2 separate regions of the Acanthopagrus latus genome follow, and region 1 is linked to region 2. A link is a contact called in public Hi-C data. All regions are on one chromosome and are shown on one strand. Each heading gives the region's core, a stretch centred on a gene start, on an enhancer-like site or on the middle of the called end of the contact. The rest is flanking DNA. Distances are from core to core; before and after follow the strand shown. Region 1 holds the start of asb6 (ankyrin repeat and SOCS box protein 6). Region 2 holds the start of slc15a4 (solute carrier family 15 member 4).

The links. A called contact is a pair of places that touch in the nucleus more often than the background predicts.
Region 1: a Hi-C map of muscle shows a contact between it and region 2, with 2.3 times the contacts expected there. The contact joins the promoter of asb6 here to the promoter of slc15a4 in region 2. A contact is called at or near these places in 2 of 4 Hi-C or Micro-C datasets (both in muscle).

Annotation. Positions count from the first base shown.
Region 1 is chr5:4,975,721-4,978,699 of fAcaLat1.1, reverse strand. asb6 (ankyrin repeat and SOCS box protein 6) reads right to left here and starts at 1,729. Exons shown (of 7, transcript XM_037099168.1): 1 at 1,609-1,729; 2 at 973-1,122; 3 at 650-795. The coding sequence starts at 1,082.
Region 2 is chr5:4,740,675-4,743,374 of fAcaLat1.1, reverse strand. It overlaps slc15a4 (solute carrier family 15 member 4), which reads right to left and starts at 1,439. Exons shown (of 9, transcript XM_037097138.1): 1 at 1,238-1,439; 2 at 449-1,069. The coding sequence starts at 1,021. It overlaps glt1d1 (glycosyltransferase 1 domain-containing protein 1), which reads left to right and starts at 1,447. Exons shown (of 12, transcript XM_037097140.1): 1 at 1,447-2,059; 2 at 2,657-2,700. The coding sequence starts at 1,992.

The DNA.
Region 1 (2,979 bases), core at 480-2,979, 240 kb before region 2:
AGGTGACAGACTTTACGGGGATCTCTCATATAAGCATAAAACTGAGTGTACAAAGAAGCCTGAGTATACTTTTTCTCATCTCCAGTTGTTTCTCAAATCATGTAAGCTGGCTTTGTACACAGCATCTCAGAACTTCGATGAGCCCATGGAGATATATTACGAGTGCCTTAAACATCTTCGTTTACTTGGTTTGCCAGTTTGTGTTGTTGTGATTTGCCCAGTGTTGCTGTTCCTTTCGGCAGACAGGAATGGACTTCGTCTTTGTTTTTCTGGTCGACTAGACACGGTTTAGTGCATTGCTGCCTAAAAATACCCATTTGATCTTTACAAATGGGAATGATGCATGTGTTTATTTGCATACAGAACGGGGGAGTGAGATCCAATCACCACTAGTCACCGGAGACACATGAAGGAGATGCATGTTTATGCCAGGTGGGAACGGACGCACATAAAGGTGTCTGCTTGTGATAGGATCGCTCAGAACAGATGATGATACCAGGCGGGAACAGGGCCTCGGTGTAACAGAAATGCTGATTGAGTGCATCATCCAGAGTAGCTCATGGAAGTAGACTGGTTTCTCCTGCTGACAGCTCCTTTTTCCAAGTGCTTGCACAATGTATTTAAAGCATCCACACACATCGTTTCTCACCTTCAAAGTTTAGATCAGCCCCAAAGCGTAGAAGGATTTCAGCAGCGTACACCAGCCCCTGCTCAGCCACCTTAAACAGAGCATAGCTGATGCCTTCCACAAACACCTCAGACTGGGACTCCCGCTCCAGAAGCTCCACCAGAGACCTGCACAGACCAGACTCAGGTCAATGTATGAAACGCCACCAGTGATTCCATCAAATGCATTTAGCACTGGCTGCGGTTATGACAATGGCTTCAGTGTAAATATCTACAACAGACAATTATGCAACAGAGCATCGCCTTCCAGGTGCCTGAAGAATAAAACCGTGGCTTCAGTATCACCTGCCATCGTGTCCACCATCTGCCCCCTCCGGTCCGACAACACCCATGACAGCGTCCACCAGCGGCTGATACTCATAAATGATCCTCCGGAACCCGTGGAGGAAAGGCATGGCTCCTGCGCGCTTCACGACACGAATCTTCAACCAGTAACTAAAAGACAAAACGAAAAAAAAAATACTTAAGTTAAGGACAGAGGGCGTTTAATGTGACAGAGGGGGCAAGTCACGTTCACGATCAACTTGTCTGACGTTATCTCTCGAATTCAGCTGACAAATGTCTTTTGGAAATGGGCGGCACTTGACGCTGACTCGCTAACGTACACGCTTTAAAGAAAACCATATCACACTAATGAGTTCATCTGTTTTTCTGCTACAAAGGCACTGTTCAACTTTATTTTTACCGGCAGCTATTTAACGTTGCATCTGGCTAGCTAACTTGGGAGAGCTGCATTTATGATTTGAGAGAAAAAAGTTTTATTGTTAGCTAAAAGGCGAATGTTAACTTAAAACTCAGCTCTAGCATTGCTAGCTCTGCGTATCGCTGTACGCTTGCTAAATTATTAATGTAGGGGTTTTCTGGATAATAAACAAGCCAAGTTAACAGAAACTCACTCTAGCAGTCACGCCAGTCATTTACCTTCAAAACAGGAAAGCTCAACCACGCCCATATCAGTCCGACGCTGTTTTTATTCCCCTTTAAAACGCAAGAGTAACGAAGGTTCCACTTCCGCTTTGTCCTGTGCGGGAGCTACAGCAACAGGACTGATGTTCTGACCTTTGCAACTATAGATTAGTATTAACCAGTGTTGTAAAAAAATAATAATAATAATAATAATAATAATAATCAAACGTCATACTTGAGTAAAAGTAAATAGTTTTAAAATATTATTTTGGATTTACTAGTTTTTGAGTAAAGTCCTCAAGTATCTGGTAAATGTAGGTTACTTATGTATTAAAAGTCATTTCTGGCAATGAATGTACTTACATATCAAAAGTAAAAATAAAAATAAATCACACAATAGCTATATTTAAATGTGTGTATATTCTGTATTGTATTGGTCCACAGATTATTGTATCCAATGGCTAAATAAAGGACTATACTTAAGTGATTGTAGCGAGGTATTTGTGCTTGACTTGAGTTTGTTCCCCTCTGTTTCTACTACTCTGAGGTATTTGTGCTTGACTTGAGTTTGTTCCCCTCTGTTTCTACTACTCTACTGTATATGTCCACTTAATGATATTTTTAAGACAAATATTGCACTTTTACAGTTCAACATTAATGTAATAACTTCAGTAACTAGTTATCTTGATTACGTACATGCAGGTTACATAGTGCATCAGAGCCGGTGAACTGCATTTTTGAATTGATTCATTAATGTATATCATTGCCAATCAGGTAGTAATATTTTAACAGAACATCTTTATTTTTACTTAAGCATAACACTGATCGTATCTGATTTCGTTTTTGTCCTGATTTCCGATAAATTAATAAAATAATGCACTATTTTTATTCTGATACAGTTTGCAATCTGAAAAGTAAGCAAGTTATCAAATAAATGAGTACAATGTACAATATCTGCCTCCAAAATGTAGTAGACTGGAAAAATAAGTTAGCAGAAAATGTTAAGTACAAGTAGGCCTAAGTCAAAACTTAAATACAGAACTTGAGCAAATGTATTTGTTTACATTCCATTACTGTTATTAACACCAGGTTGTCTGAAGTTGCAAGGGAAGGGAAAGGTGTAAGAATTAGACCACTCAGCTGTTGTACTTAAACATAAGTCACAGTAAGAGGAACATTTGCTAAGTGCGTGTCCTAAAACGATGCTCACCTGTGGGGCATACATCAAAATGACACATGAAAAATTCAACAGCGTCTGGCAGATAGTGCAAAATGTTGGACCGGAGGCATACTGTCAGCTACACCATTAGAATTTTGACATAATCTTGGATAATTCTAGGAATATTTACATTTTTATCAGGAAAATATTCCGTTCTATAGAGACAC
Region 2 (2,700 bases), core at 190-2,689:
TATGACAAAATAGAGCTTGACCTATGCACAATGTTTGGGGCTAATGCCAATATTAGAGAATAAAATAATCAGAGATTGATATATCACCCAGAAAAGAAATGTTTGTCGCAGTAATTCCCCAATCGTGATAAAGATACATAATGGAGGCAGGATATGTTAAAAGATTAACAAGAACATTAATCGTCAAAAATGAATCAGAAACAGTAAACTTCACTGCAAATTTTAAATCACCGCAAGCTTGTTCTTCTGAATAATGTTCCGTAAAAACAAGAAGTTTTCATGTCAGCTGATATGTCACAACATATAGGCCAACACCCATTTGTCCGGTATTGGTCTTTATATCGGCCAACTGATATATCATCCTGGTTCTATAATGAACACCATGTCACCTCCTCTCTGCATTCTTTAATTCACACTTGGTGATATGAAAGTGCTGTCCATACTTTACCTGATCTGCCCCAAAGGGAGTGATGTTTGACTTCACAGTTCCCACACCTAATGCAATCAAAAAAAGTCCTGTGTAGACTACTGGGCCACAATATGGGGCTCGAATAGGGCAGGTCACATTGCTTGCAGTGGTAATGTTCTGACACTCTGCAGGTTGCACAGGAAACGCCATCTCTTCTCCACACAGGTCTATCCTGGTTTCATCATTTGAAATGAAAGGGAAAAACAGCATGCCGATAAAATACAGGATCAAACTTGCGGCTATCGTCCAGAACTTCCCGAGGTAAGCATCTGCCAACCAGCCTCCAAATGGTGAAATCAGGTAAGTAACTCCCATGAACATCAGAGGTGCCTGGCTCGCCTGAGTGCCCTCCCAATAAAAGGGACTACCATTGAGAAAAAGAACAAGATTGGATGTGATGCCGTAGAATGCAATCCTTTCTAATGATTCAGCCAGCAGGATGGCTGCACATGCCAGTCTCCTTCCCTGGAAAACTGATGGTGGTGAAGGTCTTTGGCCAGAATCTGAGTCCAAAAGAGGGGTGCTCTCGTTGGCATCCCTGTTGTTAGCCATTCCCAACTTTCAGTGACTTAACTTCTTGTGTGCAATAAGAGCTCAAACCTGTAAATAAAACACAGAGGAGGTTAAATAAGTTAGCTCATACAGAGAGACCACCTAGCTGTGCCTAACTAACCCTTCCTTATCATATGCAACACAGCCACTAAACAGACCTAAAGTAAGCTAGCTTCAGCATAAAGCTAGCATGGTAAGAGTTTGGTTTGACATTACCTTTAATTATTGAAGTACGCCCCAGTGGTGTTCAGTTATCTCCATTAACTCAGCGCTGAAATGCTTACTTTGTCAAGTCTATAGTCAACACTTCGTCAAAGGAGAACTGGAAGTCAACAGAAAACAGTGTGTCACAGTACTGTCGCGTGACACACCGCTCAGTCAACAAGCTGTCATAAGTTGCGTAGCTGTGGAGACGATCTGTAAGTGAACCGTGCCGGACGCGTCCACTGAAGCAACGCGATCAGCCTTATCCGTGTGATTTGGAAGTTACTTCCGTTTGCGCAAACCTTGTTCCGCCGAGAAAGGGAAGTCGTTACGTGGTTGCTTTTTCTTCTTTTTTTTGTAACCGCCGATTCTAGCGCTGTCAGACGTTTCATGCTCAGCTTTTGGTTTTTTGTGTTGTGTTGTCTCGGTCCAAAAACTACACTACGTACTGAAACAGGTCAACAGAACCTGTGCAGTATGTGCTACCGTCATGTGTTTCCGGGGGATCAAATAGAGGACGGACTTGTAAACATGAAAAGCGTGGGTGCGTTGCCCATAGCGTTGCCAGCTAATGAGCTAGGCGTACTGTGCTCACATCCAGCCCGGGGTGTGTAAACATGAGTTTCAGGAAATGTGATAGGTGTTGAGGATAGCGAGCCTTCTCAAACGGCGCACAGAGCCACGGCTTGCTGCAATATTCCCTCAGCCTTTTATTTTAAATGTTTACATTCTAACAAGTTAGCCCGTCAGAGCCTGTTGTAAAGAAATGAAACTACTCTTTCTTGCCTGCCTTAGCCCCCAAACTGGGAACCACACCACAGCTGAGAGGATAAGGTAACTGAAACTGTCGTTAAGTGCAGCTAGCTACAACAGCTGTTGCTAACGGTAGTTATTAGCAGTAGAAGAAGTAGTTCAAATGCTGATAACCTAACCACATTGTGAAAGTGGGAAACTCTACTACAAGTGAAAGTAATACGTTAAAAATAATTGAATACTGGCTTATTCTCACCAACATGTACTTAAGGTATGACAGCAACAGTACTCATTGTGCACCATAAGGTTAGCTGTCAGTGTTTTACCATTATATCTGAAGGTTTGGAATATTAGTATAGCACCTGAGTACATGTAGTTAGTTAGTTATTTTACATTCTATCAATGAACATGATTTCCACAGTGACACTATGTGAGGCAGTAACTGGCCGTGTAGTTAACTACTAAACACGGCTACATGAAAATAAAGGTCCTGTAAACTGTCTACTGTACTGTTGCCTTTAAATCAGCTGTAACATGATTGAGGGGGGTGATGCTCAGAAACCAGGTAACACTTGATTAGTAAAACCAAATCATTTTGTGACATAGTTCAATTTATTTTGCTGTTACCATCCTGTCTTCCCTCCAGCCAGTCATACTAGTATATTTATTTTATTGTAGGTCCCACATTGAATCAGCAGGACACACCTGTGAGCTCAGAGATG